Linked DNA regions of Gossypium hirsutum: region 2 is linked to region 1. Evidence: chromatin contacts called from public Hi-C data. All regions are on one chromosome and are shown on one strand. The core of a region is the stretch at or near the end of the contact, and the rest is flanking DNA. Distances in the headings are between cores, read along the strand shown.

Region 1 (6,958 bases), core at 335-2,834:
TTACATCGTAAATGAAATATAAACCACTCTTTCAGCCTTTTAGGAAACATATATCACCCTTTCAGCCTTAAGTTATCGGAGTATGATGTATTAAATAATTTTCATGTGAACCTTACATGCTTCTATGAAATTTATGTTCGTAGAAATGAACATTCGAATTTTGTTTTTACTAATCGACTTATTTCTAATCGTTGGGCTTTTAATCGAATAAACAGCTGTGTACCTAGAGAATCGTATACAAATAATAACCTGTTGGTTAAATTATTTTACTACCCCTCATTTTAAAAAGAAAATTGAAGTTTAATTTTGGTATTTAAAAAAAGTTAAAATTGAGTTATTAAAATCGTAAGTATTTTCTATAAAAAATTGTTAAATTGAAATTTTGATTAGGTTATTCTCATATTGCATGACATATGATTGATAAAAAATATATATGATAAATTCACAAATTTTAACAAAATTATCAACAACAATAATGATTATATTAAGATTTTTAAATTGAAAAAGTAAGGCGATTAAATCTTTAACTTTTAAAATACATGTACTAAATTTAAAATTTTATATAAATACAAGGACTAATGACATAAAGACATAGTTTAACCTAATCTATACTAAAAACCAAATGTTAAATAATTATGGTTTTCAACTCATGCTTCACATTGGGTTAAATTATTTTTAATTGTAATGTATAAAGTTGAAATTTAAATATTATAAAATTTTTTAAATTTTGTACTCTCTTTATATTTAGAACTTAGTCTCCATATTTTAATTTTAAAGAATTTAGTTTTTTTACTTTTTAATTTAAAAATATGACTATTAGCATCGTTAAAATTTCTCTATTAAAATTGTTGATTTGACACTATAAAATTAAAAATATATATATGTTCATTTAGTAGTCATGTGAAAAAAAAGCATTGTAGTGAGCTTGAATCTAACAAAAGAAAATATTAATGGCATGAATAATTCCTAAAATTCGTGTCTATATCTTAACTAGAATAAATTATTTAAACTAACTAATGGTATTATAAATATTAATTTAAGAAATTATGTAAAAAATTAAAATATAAATATGAAATCTCCTATTTAAATGTATTATAAAAATCAAAATTAAAATCTAAATATTTATATAATCTAAAAGTAGAGGTATCATAATAAAATAATATAAAAAAAACAAAAACCATGGCCTATAAAAGGGGAAGGCCACGACTCCACTTGTTCACAGTTAAAAACTCTGGTTCTTAACTTTTATATAATAGTTGTAGGTCATAGATGACGGTGAAAATTATCCACATCGTAAAACTGATTAAGAAAAAAAATGGTATGAAAGTATAATTTTACGATATTCTTATTTTTTTTAATAGAAAAATAATAAATCAAAATTTTTCTCTTGATTTTTAGTATTTTTAATTAAATTTAAATTTTTTCATGAGAAAAAGTTAAAAATTAAAAATAAAAATTTGATTTATTATTCTCTTTTTAAAAAGAGATAAAATGATGTATAATCACGATTTCATATAATTTTTTTACTAAAATAATTTATCAGCACTGTAAATATTTTACTATATATAGGAGAAATTGTGTCCATCCCTACGGCATAGAATAGATGTTGAACAGACTAAGATTTTGTTCTCTCCTCCTTTCTTCTAGTTTGACTGATTTGTGGAAACTCAGGAAAAACAACAAAAAGAGTGTGTTGGTTGTAGGATCCTCAGCCTAAAATTTTGGTAGCAGTGGGGAGATCATCACAAAATGGAGAAGAAAGGGACAGTATTGATGCAAAGGTTTGAGGTGGGACGATTACTGGGTCAAGGGACATTCGCCAAGGTTTACCAAGCCAGGAATCTAAGAACCGGCGAAAGCTGCGCCATTAAAACCATCGATAAAGAGAAGATAATGAAAGGAGGTTTGATAGATCAAATCAAGCGTGAAATCTCAGTTATGCGCCTCGTTAAACATCCCAATGTTGTTCGACTCTATGAGGTAATGGCTAGCAAATCAAAGATATATTTCGTGATGGAATATGTTAAAGGCGGTGAGCTTTTCAACAAGATCGCTAAAGGGAAGCTCAAGGAAGATGACGCCCGACGCTATTTCCAGCAATTGATAGCTGCCGTTGATTACTGCCATAGCAGAGGTGTTTATCACCGGGATTTGAAGCCCGAGAATCTCCTCCTCGATGAAAATGGGAATCTCAAGGTTTCGGATTTTGGGCTGAGTGCGTTTATAGAATCAAGCAGACAAGATGGGCTTCTTCACACCACTTGCGGAACTCCAGCTTATGTTGCACCCGAAGTCATTCACCACAAAGGCTACGACGGAGCCAAGGCTGATATTTGGTCTTGTGGAGTCATTCTTTACGCTCTGTTGGCTGGTTTTCTCCCTTTTCAACACTCCAATCTCATGGAACTGTATAGAAAGATAAGTAGAGGAGAATTCAAGTGCCCACAGTGGTTCTCTCCCCAAGTTCGGAAGCTTCTTTCTAGGATTCTTGAACCCAATCCAATCCAAAGAATCACTGTGGCTAAGCTAATGGAAAATTGTTGGTTTAGGAAAGGGTATAAACATATTGATATCCTACCACCATCCCCTCAACCCTGTACCTTAGACTCGTTAATTACCGACGATAGTTCTGGTTCTTGGGAGCCGAGAAGCCCGGTTAGGCCGAGTTATTTCAATGCTTTCGACATTATATCTCTTTCACAAGGTTTAAACTTATCAGGTTTGTTTGAGAAAGATTTGAACCAAAGGGATTGCTCACGGTTCACCACTAGAAAACCAGCCAGCGATATCGTTTCAAAATTTCAACAAATAGCCCAGACCGAGAGTTTTAGCATCAAGAACAAGGATGGGAAGGTGAAATTGCAAGGCAGTAAGGAAGGGAGAAAGGGACAGCTTGGTATAGATGCTGAGATCTTTGAAGTTACCGCTTCGTTTTATGTGGTGGAGTTGAAGAAAACTGCTGGGGATACTTTGGAATACAAGAATTTCTGTAACAAAGAATTGAAGCCGTCGCTCAAGGATATAGTGTGGGCTTGGCAAGGCAGCAACAATTATACCCAGAACCTGGTTTGAGTTTTCGTATTCCAACCAACAACTATACTGTGGTAGCAGCTAATTAGGGAGCTTCTTACCCTCTTCGAATTTCAATTTCTTTTCTTTTCTCGCCTTTTGTAATTAAGCTCCAAATTTTAGTTTATGAATGTAAGAAGATGTGTAAATAATTAACAAATTAACCTTTCTACTAAAATTCTCTCAAATTTTGTAATTTTCCTTTTATTAGTTAAAAATTACTGGTAGTTAAATTTAGTTAATAAATAAATATTAGTATTAAGTTGTATAAATTTAGGGCAGGAATTAATATTAGAATTATGTGAGAGAGATATTTCTTTTCGAATATGTATGTGAGAGATGGATTGTGGTTAAACACTATAATAACACATAACATGAGAAAAAAAGTTTAGTTAGATATAAAATAGTTTCATATTCATTTACTAAAAATTTGTATATTTTAGAATGGAAAACGCTCTGGATGTTGATGGTATCTGTTTTCTGCTGGTGATTGAATATGGTGGCGGAGTGCGGGTGGATGATGATCCTAACACAAAGAAAGTTAGATTCAAAGAAGATAATAATGGGAAATCACTGATATGTTGGTGGAAACGAGAGCTAGTTCTTCAATCTCCTGGAAGGACAAATTGTTGGGGACTAATCCTGGAGATCTGAATAAGGTTGGAGTGGTCTCTTCTGGTTTCAGTGCCGATGTTGACTTAGAAATTCTGGAGGGAGACATACATAGATCTATGGTCAATGGAATCCCTACCATTGATTTTTCTGAGAGGATTCAACAAATATTATAAAAAGAAATGGAGCAAACAGTTGTCATAAAACTGCTTGGAAGGAATATTGGTTATGGAGCTTTAAACAACCGCATAAGCAGTTTATGGACCTCTTCCATGCTTTTCCATCTCATGGACATTGAGAATGGATATTTTCTCGCTAAGTTTCAATCTCCAGATGACTATGCTAAGGTTTTGTCGCAGGGACCTTGGATGATTTATGGACAATACCTGACTATCCAACCTTGGACAAAGGATTTCACTCCATTTCAAGCATATCCAAGCATGGTGTTAGCTTGGATAAGACTACTAGGTCTTCCAGGGTTCTTGTATAAAATGAGAATACTCGAAGAAATAGGGGGTATGATCGGCAAAATTGTCCGTTTGGACTTCAATATAGACAGCAGAACTAGGGGAAGGTTTGTCCGAATGGCTGTTTATATTAATCTCAATAAACCCTTGACTGCTCAAGTCCTTGTAAAAGGGTTACATCAAAAGGTTGAATATGAAGTTCTAACCATGATTTGTTTTACTTGTGGAAAATATGGCCATACAAAAGAGCTCTGTGTCGTAGAGCAATTGGGATCGTCATCCGGAAAGGAGCAAATCAGTGATATTCTGGCGAAGAGGGCAACCGAAGAAGACAGAGCAGCGTACTGGCCATGGATGGTTTTCAAGAATAAAAATAGGCGCAAATCTAGGAACATTAATTCCAGTAAAGAGAATCTTCAGGATCAAGGAAAATCAGGCTCCCGTTTTGATGCCTTGACAAATATGGAAAATCTGAATTTGAATGTTGGAACAAATAAGGGAACAGAAGGTCAAGCGGTAGATGTTGGAAAAGTTACAGAGCAGATAAGGGAAAATAATAAGGGAAAGGAGCGGATATGGGGAGTTAAAAAGAGTGTCGGGCCTGAGATTTATAAAGTGAGCAGGCCTACTATGGAAGGCCCAATAGTCCCTTTCATTGCTGCTAATGATGAGGCTAATGGTGCAAGAGGCCTGGATGCTGCCACATTGGATAAGGCCACTACCTGTAATGGGTCAAGTCGAATTAATGTGCTGGACAGACCAAGCACTAAATTTGGGTTTCAAGTTGACACTACAGGGGGATTTTCTATGTCTTTAAGTGCTCATGCTATTAGCACGTCGACCGATGCTCTAAGTTTTAATTCATCTCCAAATTTTGCTAATTATTTGAATATGAATAATTCTTGTCTTAACCCTGTTTTTGTTGCACAAGAGGATAATGATGGTGATGCTTTAGGCATACAGAACAAAGCTAATTTAATGGTGCCAGAATTGGTTGAAATTAAAGTCACCGATCCTATTGGAGGCTTAGATCATCAGAAACATACTGCAGTATCTTTCAACAAGAAGGAATCAGCTGGAGGGAATTTTTTAAGGAAAAAGAACACGACAGATTTTGGGGGTAATAAGCCACGTACTTTGGAGAAGTCGGTGGTTATTAAAGATGGAGGGTTTGGGCCTATAAAAAAGATAAATAAAGTTACACATGGGAAAGGGATTAATTTTAAAAATAAAAATTCCTTTAAAGTTCCTTTGAGTGACTCTATGATCAGGTTAGCTCATACAATTTCCAATTTGCGAGGTGTTAACTCAGAGGTGGTTGGTCAAGGTTCAGGTAATAGTATCCAAGATTGATTCATTTTTTTTTTTGGATATTTTGATTTTAATTTTTAGAGTTTTACTCTTTTCGTTCCTTTTTATCTTTTATTATGGATTTAAATTTATCTATTTTTCTCTTGGAACTACCAAGGTTGCGCGAGTAGTAAATTTTTACGGGCTTTCTGTGAGTATAATCTTGAGCATAATCCAGATATTGTTTGTCTTTTGGAGCCACGAGTTAGTGGTAAAAAAGCTAATGCTATTATTGATAAGTTGGGTTTTGATTTCTCTCATCGCATTGAGTCTATTGGTTTTGCAGGGGGCATTTAGCTTGGATGGAAGGATAATATTCACATTAATATTATGCATAACCATCCTCAATTTATGCTCCTACTTGTACAAGGCAACATTGTTTTTAACTCTTTTTTATATTTTTGTTGTGTATGGTAGTTCTGACAGGGTTAAGAGGAAGACTTTTTGGACTGATTTATTAAAAGTTTTACCTCCCGACCCATTACCTTGGCTTATCTTAGGAGACTTCAATCTATTCTCTCTCCTAAGGATAAAAAGAGTGATCGGTCAATGGGTAAAAGATGCAAGCTTTTTGGGAATTTTGTCGAATCTTGTAAACTGCAGGATCTTGGATTCATAGGTCCAACTTTTACTTGGCAAAGAGGTAACATTCATGAACGGATTGACCGAGCTTTAGCAAATGATTCTTGGATCTCTGCTTTCCCGCATACTTTACTTTCTCATCTTCCGCGTATTAAATCGGATCATAGACCTATTCTTATTTCTACTAACCCTGTCCGTAGCCTTCCAAAAGGGAGACGTTTTAGTTTTCTTGCAGGGTGGACATCCTCTAGTAGACTTGTTGATCTGGAGATGGAGGTTTGAGATGACCTGGAAAATGTTCTTAATCATGAAAAGCTCATTTGGAGACAGAAGGCCAGATGTGACTGGCTTCAGTTCAGAGATCGTAATACTAAGTACTTTCATAGTCGCACCATGCAAAGGAGGAAACTTAATCACATATTGGCTTTATGCATAAGTAATGGGGAGTGGAGTTCTGATCAAAGTGTTCTCAGTGATGAAGCAGCTAGATTTTTTAAGAGACTATATGGTGAATCTCCTACTCCTATGAGTACTTTTCCATTGGATGTATTTCCTCGTTTTAAGGATGAAGACATAGATTTTCTTAAAAAGCCGGTATCGAATAAGGAGATAAAGAAGGCCCTTTTTGATATGGCTCCTTTGAAGGCTCCGGAAAGTGATGGGTATCACGCACAATTTTTTTAGAGTCAGTAGGATTCCGTTGGAGAGGTGGTTTGCAATTAGGTTCAGGGGATCTTTGCTGGTAATAAGATTGAGGAGGATCTCAATAACACCTTAACCATGCTTATTCCTAAGAAAGAGTGTCCAGAGGATTTCAGCCAATTTCGACCAATCAGTCTATGTTCGGTTATGTATAAATTGGTCATGAAGGTGATCGC
Region 2 (6,690 bases), core at 3,525-6,024, 210 kb before region 1:
AACTGATTTGAACTTGTAGGCGGCTGGAACGTCCAATTTTGATGGTGGGGATTGGAAGGATTCTTTCTTGTTACCTCTCATCATATATTTCTTCTTCTTCTGTTTTTTAAATAAAAATACAATAAAATGAAGATGGATGTTATCTCTTTTTTCATGTAAAAACAATTTAATCATTTTTAAAATAATAATAACAAATTATATTAATATTAATTTTTATAATTAAATTTAAATGTAAAATAATTTGCTATTGATTTTTTTAAACAATGAAACGGCTATTTGGGCAAAACAAAACAGAAGCTGGAATTTTTTTTTTAGAATGGGTGTTAGCCTGGCTTCACCCGTAAATAAATTTAATAGTAATAAATTCTCTCCAAAAATTAAGCTATTGTTTAGTTCATATTAAACCATATTTAAGTAAGTATTTGTAATTCAATTCATATAATTTATATATATAATATTTTTAACTAAATTAAATTCTAAAGTATATGAAATATTATTAATTTTTTTAAATAGTGATACAAATTCTAAATTGATTTGAATTAAATTTAAATATATTGTATAAATATTTTAATCAAAATAAATTATATAAAAATTTTAAGACTTGATTTATTACCTTTGTATTTTGCCAAAGTGGGTTCCATTTTTATATAAAATTCTTTTAATATAGTGCATTTTGAACAAAAATATATATTAAATTTAATCTAAATCAATTCAAAGTTCGTATTATTATTTAAAATCATTTTTTACTAATATTCTATATACTTTATAATTAAACTTACATTAGAAATGTTTTTTTATATATAGTTAATTTGATTTAAAATAAAATAAAATTAATGCAATATGGATTGAACGAATAATTCAAAGTTTTTGGAGAGACCTTATTACAATTTATGGAATAAATAATATAATATTTGAAAATATTTATATTTTCATATTTTTAAATTTATTTAAAATTAATTTTTTAAAAACTATTTTATTTGTTAATTTAAAGAGTTTTTTATTTTTTTCACAAGAATTTATAATTTTATAATATTTTTATTGAAAACCTAAAAAAATAAAATTTAAAATATTTTTTGTAATTATTTATATACTTTTAAAAAGTAATAACTAAATTAATAAAAAAAATATAAATGTTGAGAACAAAAAAGAATATTTTACCTTTTTTATAACAATCGCAATCATAATTCTAATTGCGAAATGAATGGAAAAACTAAAACTTTTAGATTAAAAATAAATTATAAAAATTTAATATCTCAAAATTAAAATATAATAACTTGAATACATATTTACGCGATTAATAATTGAAAAGACAGTTTAAAGTTTAAGCGATTTTTGTTTGGGCCTCCGATATTTACATGCGTCGTGAGATTACGTTATTAGCATTTACTTATTAAATCATTTACCGGTGAAAAGATTCTAAGTAACAATTCCAACACAAGTTATGAAAAAAAAATTAACAAAAAGTTAACATTTTAAAAAATATATTATACAAAAAAATTTAAAAGACATTTTATAATATACTATAAAAAAAATTTGTTATTTATTTATAAAAAAAATAGTTTTTGATCTTTTCTCAATGTCCCACAGTTAAGTAAGACCTTATATTTATAATATATTTCGGAATTAAATGGCAAAAGGGAAAATAGAAGGAATAAAGCGAAAAACTGAAAAGAAAAATTAAAAGACGTAAGAAAAATAAAGATTGAAGAAAAAAAAGAGAAGCATGGAATTGAAGGGATGACGATGGTCTCCATGGGAATAGAAGGGACAAGTAATTAGTGGGATTCTCTGCCTTCTTTCCTAACAACCACATCTGCTTCATCAAAAAATTAACCCCGCATCCTTTTCTCTACTTTCTTTTTTAATTTTTAATTTATATTTTTTTGCCTTTGTTTTTGGCTCACTTTCTTTTTTTTTTTCCTTTGTTTTTTCTTTATCTTTTTTTTTAACTCATAAAATTTTTGTCTCTATATGTACACAACAAACAAAAAATAAAAGAAAAAAAGAAAGAGAATCTAAAATTTGAGAGACAACAAAGCAATGTCCCGATTTCATTATCAAATATTTTTACAGCGCGTGAATAACACCGCCGAAACTGTATGAGCGTGCGTTTTACTTTATAGTTTTACCAATGAAATCGGTTGAAATCGTCTACTGTCGGATGTATGTCTTTGAGTAATCCCAGAACTTGCTGCATCGTGGGCCTTTTCTCAGCTGACTCCGCCGTACACAAGTATCCAACTCGGAGGCTCTCCACCATTTCAGCCTCCGATTCACCGGCGAATCTCAACCTGGAGTCAAGCGCCTCAACTCCTTTCCTTTCCTTCACTAACCTCCTCACCCGCCTCACATTCTCCTCCGTCCCTTGCTTCCCCGTTAAAAGCTCCAACAAAACAACACCGAAACAATAAACATCAATTTCAGCGTCGCTTTCATCCTTCTTATCCTTTTCTTTTCTACACCCAATGTTTCTTATCCCGAAATCGGATATCCGAGGTTCCAGGTTGTCAGAGAGAAGAATATTGGAAGCCACCAGGTGGCCATGCCTCGAACCTACGTGATGCAGGTATGCCACCCCACGAGCAACTCCAACCGCGATGCGGTGGCGGGTCAGCCAATTCGTTTTATCCGGCGAAGATGTATGGGACCCGATTCCGTTGTGCATATCCCAAGTGTCGGTGCTCCAATCCTCCACGTTGGGCGCCCCCGTTGGGAGCTCATGTAACCAACGGTGTAAATCCCCGTTTGCCAGAAATTCATACAACACCAGCTTCTCCTTACCTAAAAACATTATAAATATTTAAATAACTAACGAGGAAGCTGAAGAAAATGTAATGCATGGATAGAATTGAAAAGAAGCGCCAAAGTTCACGAATGTCAAAGTGTGTAATGATGCATGTTTTTCGACAGGACAAAATCACGACATCCCGATTGAAGTTTCCATATTTTCAAACAAACCCGTGAGACAATTTAATACGATAACATTTCGTTTAGTTAAAAAAACCAGAGATTAGAGATATAATAATAACAGTTTGGGTACAAGTTACCTGCAATGCAGTAACCGGAGAGAGGTAGCAAGTTAGGGTGTTTAAGCCTAGAAAGATGTTCAAACATGGCCACGGCTTCATCATGATCAATGTCTCTGGCGTGTTCTAAGACTTTGATCGCCACGTGGAGGTCCCCTGGAAGGACGGCTCTGTAAAGGGGCCCACATCGGCCTTCTGCAAGTAAAGATTCCTTGCCAAAATGTGACGTGGCGGCAATCAGGTCCTTGAAGGTGAAGTTCATCAATGGCTTAGCGGACATGATTACTGGTGCTGATGTCGGTTCTTTGATGTCTGCTACCCAGGATGAGCCCGATTCAGTCTCGAAAGAGAAGGGTCCTGATTTTTCGATCTTGAAATTTGGTTGGACAGGGTTGGAGATTGCCCATTTGTTTCTCTTCGCAAGTTTCTTTCTTCTATATGTGAAGAAGAAGCAAAACACGAGGGAAGCCAGTAGAAACCCTGATGAAGATGACAAACCAATGACCAAAGCTTTGGTCTTTGATTTGGGTTTATGTCTTTTGAGGGGTACATGTTTTTGAAAGACTTTGTGAGCTGGGGTCAAGGAATGGGTTTTAATGCGATGGTTTGGTGCTCTTTTTGAAGTATTGAAAACGAAATCCCCACCACGAATAAAAGCAGATTTGCCAAATCTTTGGAACTTGTCAAACCCAACTGAACCGATGAAGTGGTTGAGCGAAATGTTTAGGAACTTTAGGCTATTGACTAAAGGGAAATCAGAAGGGAAAGTACCATTCAGGGAGTTGTTTGATACATCCAAGTAATTCAAGGAACGAAGAGCTGAAATGGGCTTTACACTGCCCGAAATCTTGCAACTAGAAATATCCATGTGCTGGAGCTTGATAAGTTTGGTGAACCCAGAAGGAAGAACACCAAGATGATTGTGGGAAAGGTCAAGAAATTGAAGGTTGGGAAAGCCAGAGAGTTTAACCAAGTTGGTGAACCTGTTATCCGAAAGGTTCAACACCTGCATCGATGAAGACGAACCATTTCCCGAGGTGGGTTCGAACCCAATACTCCCTCCAAACTTATTTCTCGCCAGACTAGCCTCAACGAGTGTGGGCATAGACCAAAACCAATCTGGAACAGAACCTTGAAGAGAATTGTTGGAGAGATCAATGGTGCGCAACTGTGAAACCTTGCGGAGAAATTTCCATGAAATGGTACCAGTTAAATTCTTTGAAGAAAAGTCGAGTACCTTTATTGGAGGATAAGAGCAGTTGGGGTCGTGGGATTTCAACCAAGAGATGTTGAACCCAGAGACTGATCTAAAAGCTTTAGAAACCAGTGCGTAGTCTGTACTGTTGCATGTAGATTGGGCCGCTACCACCAGGGAAAGGACAAGTATAAATCTGGCCACAACTTCCATTTCTTCACTTCAAGCTTCGACCTTTGGCTGCAGTTTTTCGCATGTCCACGCTTACACAAAGGTAGAAGAAGAGGAAGTGAATAATTATATGGAATAGATTGTCTTATACTACTTGATGGGTTAGAGGGAGGCAAAATAAAGTTAGTGAAGTAGGAGGAGATGCAAAAGTTAACGGCAGTGGGTGTACTATAAAGAGAGGAGGGAACAGTTAACGGTGTGTAATGTGTTAGACTGTTGATGGGGTTGACTGTATCTTATACTCACGCCTCACTCATACTGTCACAAATATCACCAGTCGCTGATGCGCCCATTCCTCTGATTATACGATTTTACGGGAAGTACCACAAAATCCTCTCTAGATTACATTTTAGTTCTTTTATTGAATAAATTAGTCTTGTGCATGTTAAATGAGTGAAAAATACTACTCTTTTTTTAAAATTTGATATTTATATATAAGGTATAATAATAAACTTAGTCATTAATTTTTATACATTTATTCAATTTGACCTTTTCTCTTTTATCATAAGTAAATTAGAAAAAATTGAAACTAATAAGATTAAATGGTCAAAAAGGCTTTAATAACAAAATTGAAAAAAATCAATTAATCCCTTTAAAAATTTAAAAATTATTAAAAAATCATAAAATTATTAAAAAATTATATATATTTTAATTAAAAAATAACAATACCAATGCATTAAAATCTAATGGTTATAATATATTTTTTAATATGTTGGCATTGTTTTTTAATAAAATTTTAAAATTTTTATAACATTTTTATATAAATTTTGCTTGTAAATTTTAATGATTTTTTAAAATTTTTAAAAGAGTTTAATTGATTTTTTTTAAAAATATTGCTAATACCTTTTTTACCCTTTAGCCTTATTAGTTTCAACAATTTATAATTTACTTCCAATAAAAGAGTAGGGGTCAAATTGAATAAATTGTAAAGATTAAGGGTTAAAATTTTTATTATACCTTAGATATAAACACCAAATTTTAATAGAAGGATCTTTTTGCTCATTTATTTAGTGTACAATGACTAATTTATCTATTTTTTAGTAAAGAAGTTAAAATGTAACCTAAGATATGACAATGAGGTTTAATAGTACTTTTACCTCAACGATTTGATCCTTTAAAATGAAAAATTATACATTTCAACCTTGAAAATTTTATAAAAGGATAAAATATAATTTACTACTAAAAAATAAAATAAAATATTGATTTAATCATTTTAAAAATTATAAATATATGAGTATAGTAATAAAATTACATTTCAATTCTAATAAAAATATATAATTAAGTTTTGATCCTAAAAAAACTTCATGCTTCAACTCGGACGGATAATTAGAATTCTCTCATAAATTTTCTTTATTAACCATAAAAGTAAAATGGACTTAGTATATACTTTAGTTCCAACCAAAACAAAATATGCATTTAGAACTTTACATCAAGGAAAAAGAATTAATATGTTGAAATTTTAAGAGAAAAAATAATTGTATAAATTAATTTTTATTGTGCATACATTATTCAGAGACTGCTTTGTTCAGACCAATGTCTCGTTTCTAAGCATGACTACGCCAGACCAAGTCACTTCATTGGATAAATTTTGTCTGAGGAGATAAATATCATCCATCACTAATACATTTTATACTTACATCACACCAAGTCACCTTAACGACATAATGAGGAGACATTATCAGCTTAATGAGAAGATCTTCAAAAAAAAAAAAAAAAGCCAACACTTTACCCAAACTTCCACCAGTAACTCGCCTCTTTATTGTGTGAACCACTATTCTCTTCATCTTCTAATTTACTTCAGTTAGCTCAATATCATTATTGATTTACATTAGTTTGTAACTATTAGTATCAGTATTGATTATTTAAATTTCATTTACTTTTTTATATTAATATTTTTTCTTCATAAATATATTTAAAAATAAAATAAGATAATTAATTTGTATAAATTAATTAATACTAAATTTTTTATTCTCATATCAATATAAATATGTTCTTGGTACATATATTTACATGTATATGTGATATATGCTATATACTTGATCAAAAGACACTAGAAAATAAACTCTCTCTCTATATATGAAAAATATGAGTGGATTCCCCTTTTTGGATGATTGAACTGATCAAGAAGCAGTAGATGAGTACGAAGATGTGATAAAAGACAGAAGGTATGGGTGGGGAAGCATGCTTCAGCATTTGCAATACTACTTTCTTTATGAGGGGAGGTGTATTTTTTTTTTT

What was found. Hi-C and Micro-C count contacts between places; a contact is called where the count stands out from the background.
Region 2: a Hi-C map of hypocotyl shows a contact between it and region 1, with 2.8 times the contacts expected there. The contact joins the promoter of LOC107962256 here to the promoter of LOC107900639 in region 1. A contact is called at or near these places in 12 of 34 Hi-C or Micro-C datasets (anther, callus, hypocotyl and 2 more).

Annotation. Positions count from the first base shown.
Region 1 is chrA06:100,090,072-100,097,029 of Gossypium_hirsutum_v2.1, reverse strand. It overlaps LOC107900639 (CBL-interacting serine/threonine-protein kinase 20), which reads left to right and starts at 1,584. Exons shown (of 1, transcript XM_016826307.2): 1 at 1,584-3,159. The coding sequence starts at 1,750. The coding sequence ends at 3,072.
Region 2 is chrA06:100,305,947-100,312,636 of Gossypium_hirsutum_v2.1, reverse strand. It overlaps LOC107962256 (calmodulin-binding receptor kinase CaMRLK), which reads right to left and starts at 4,774. Exons shown (of 2, transcript XM_016898572.2): 1 at 3,048-4,774; 2 at 2,017-2,781. The coding sequence starts at 4,434. The coding sequence ends at 2,126.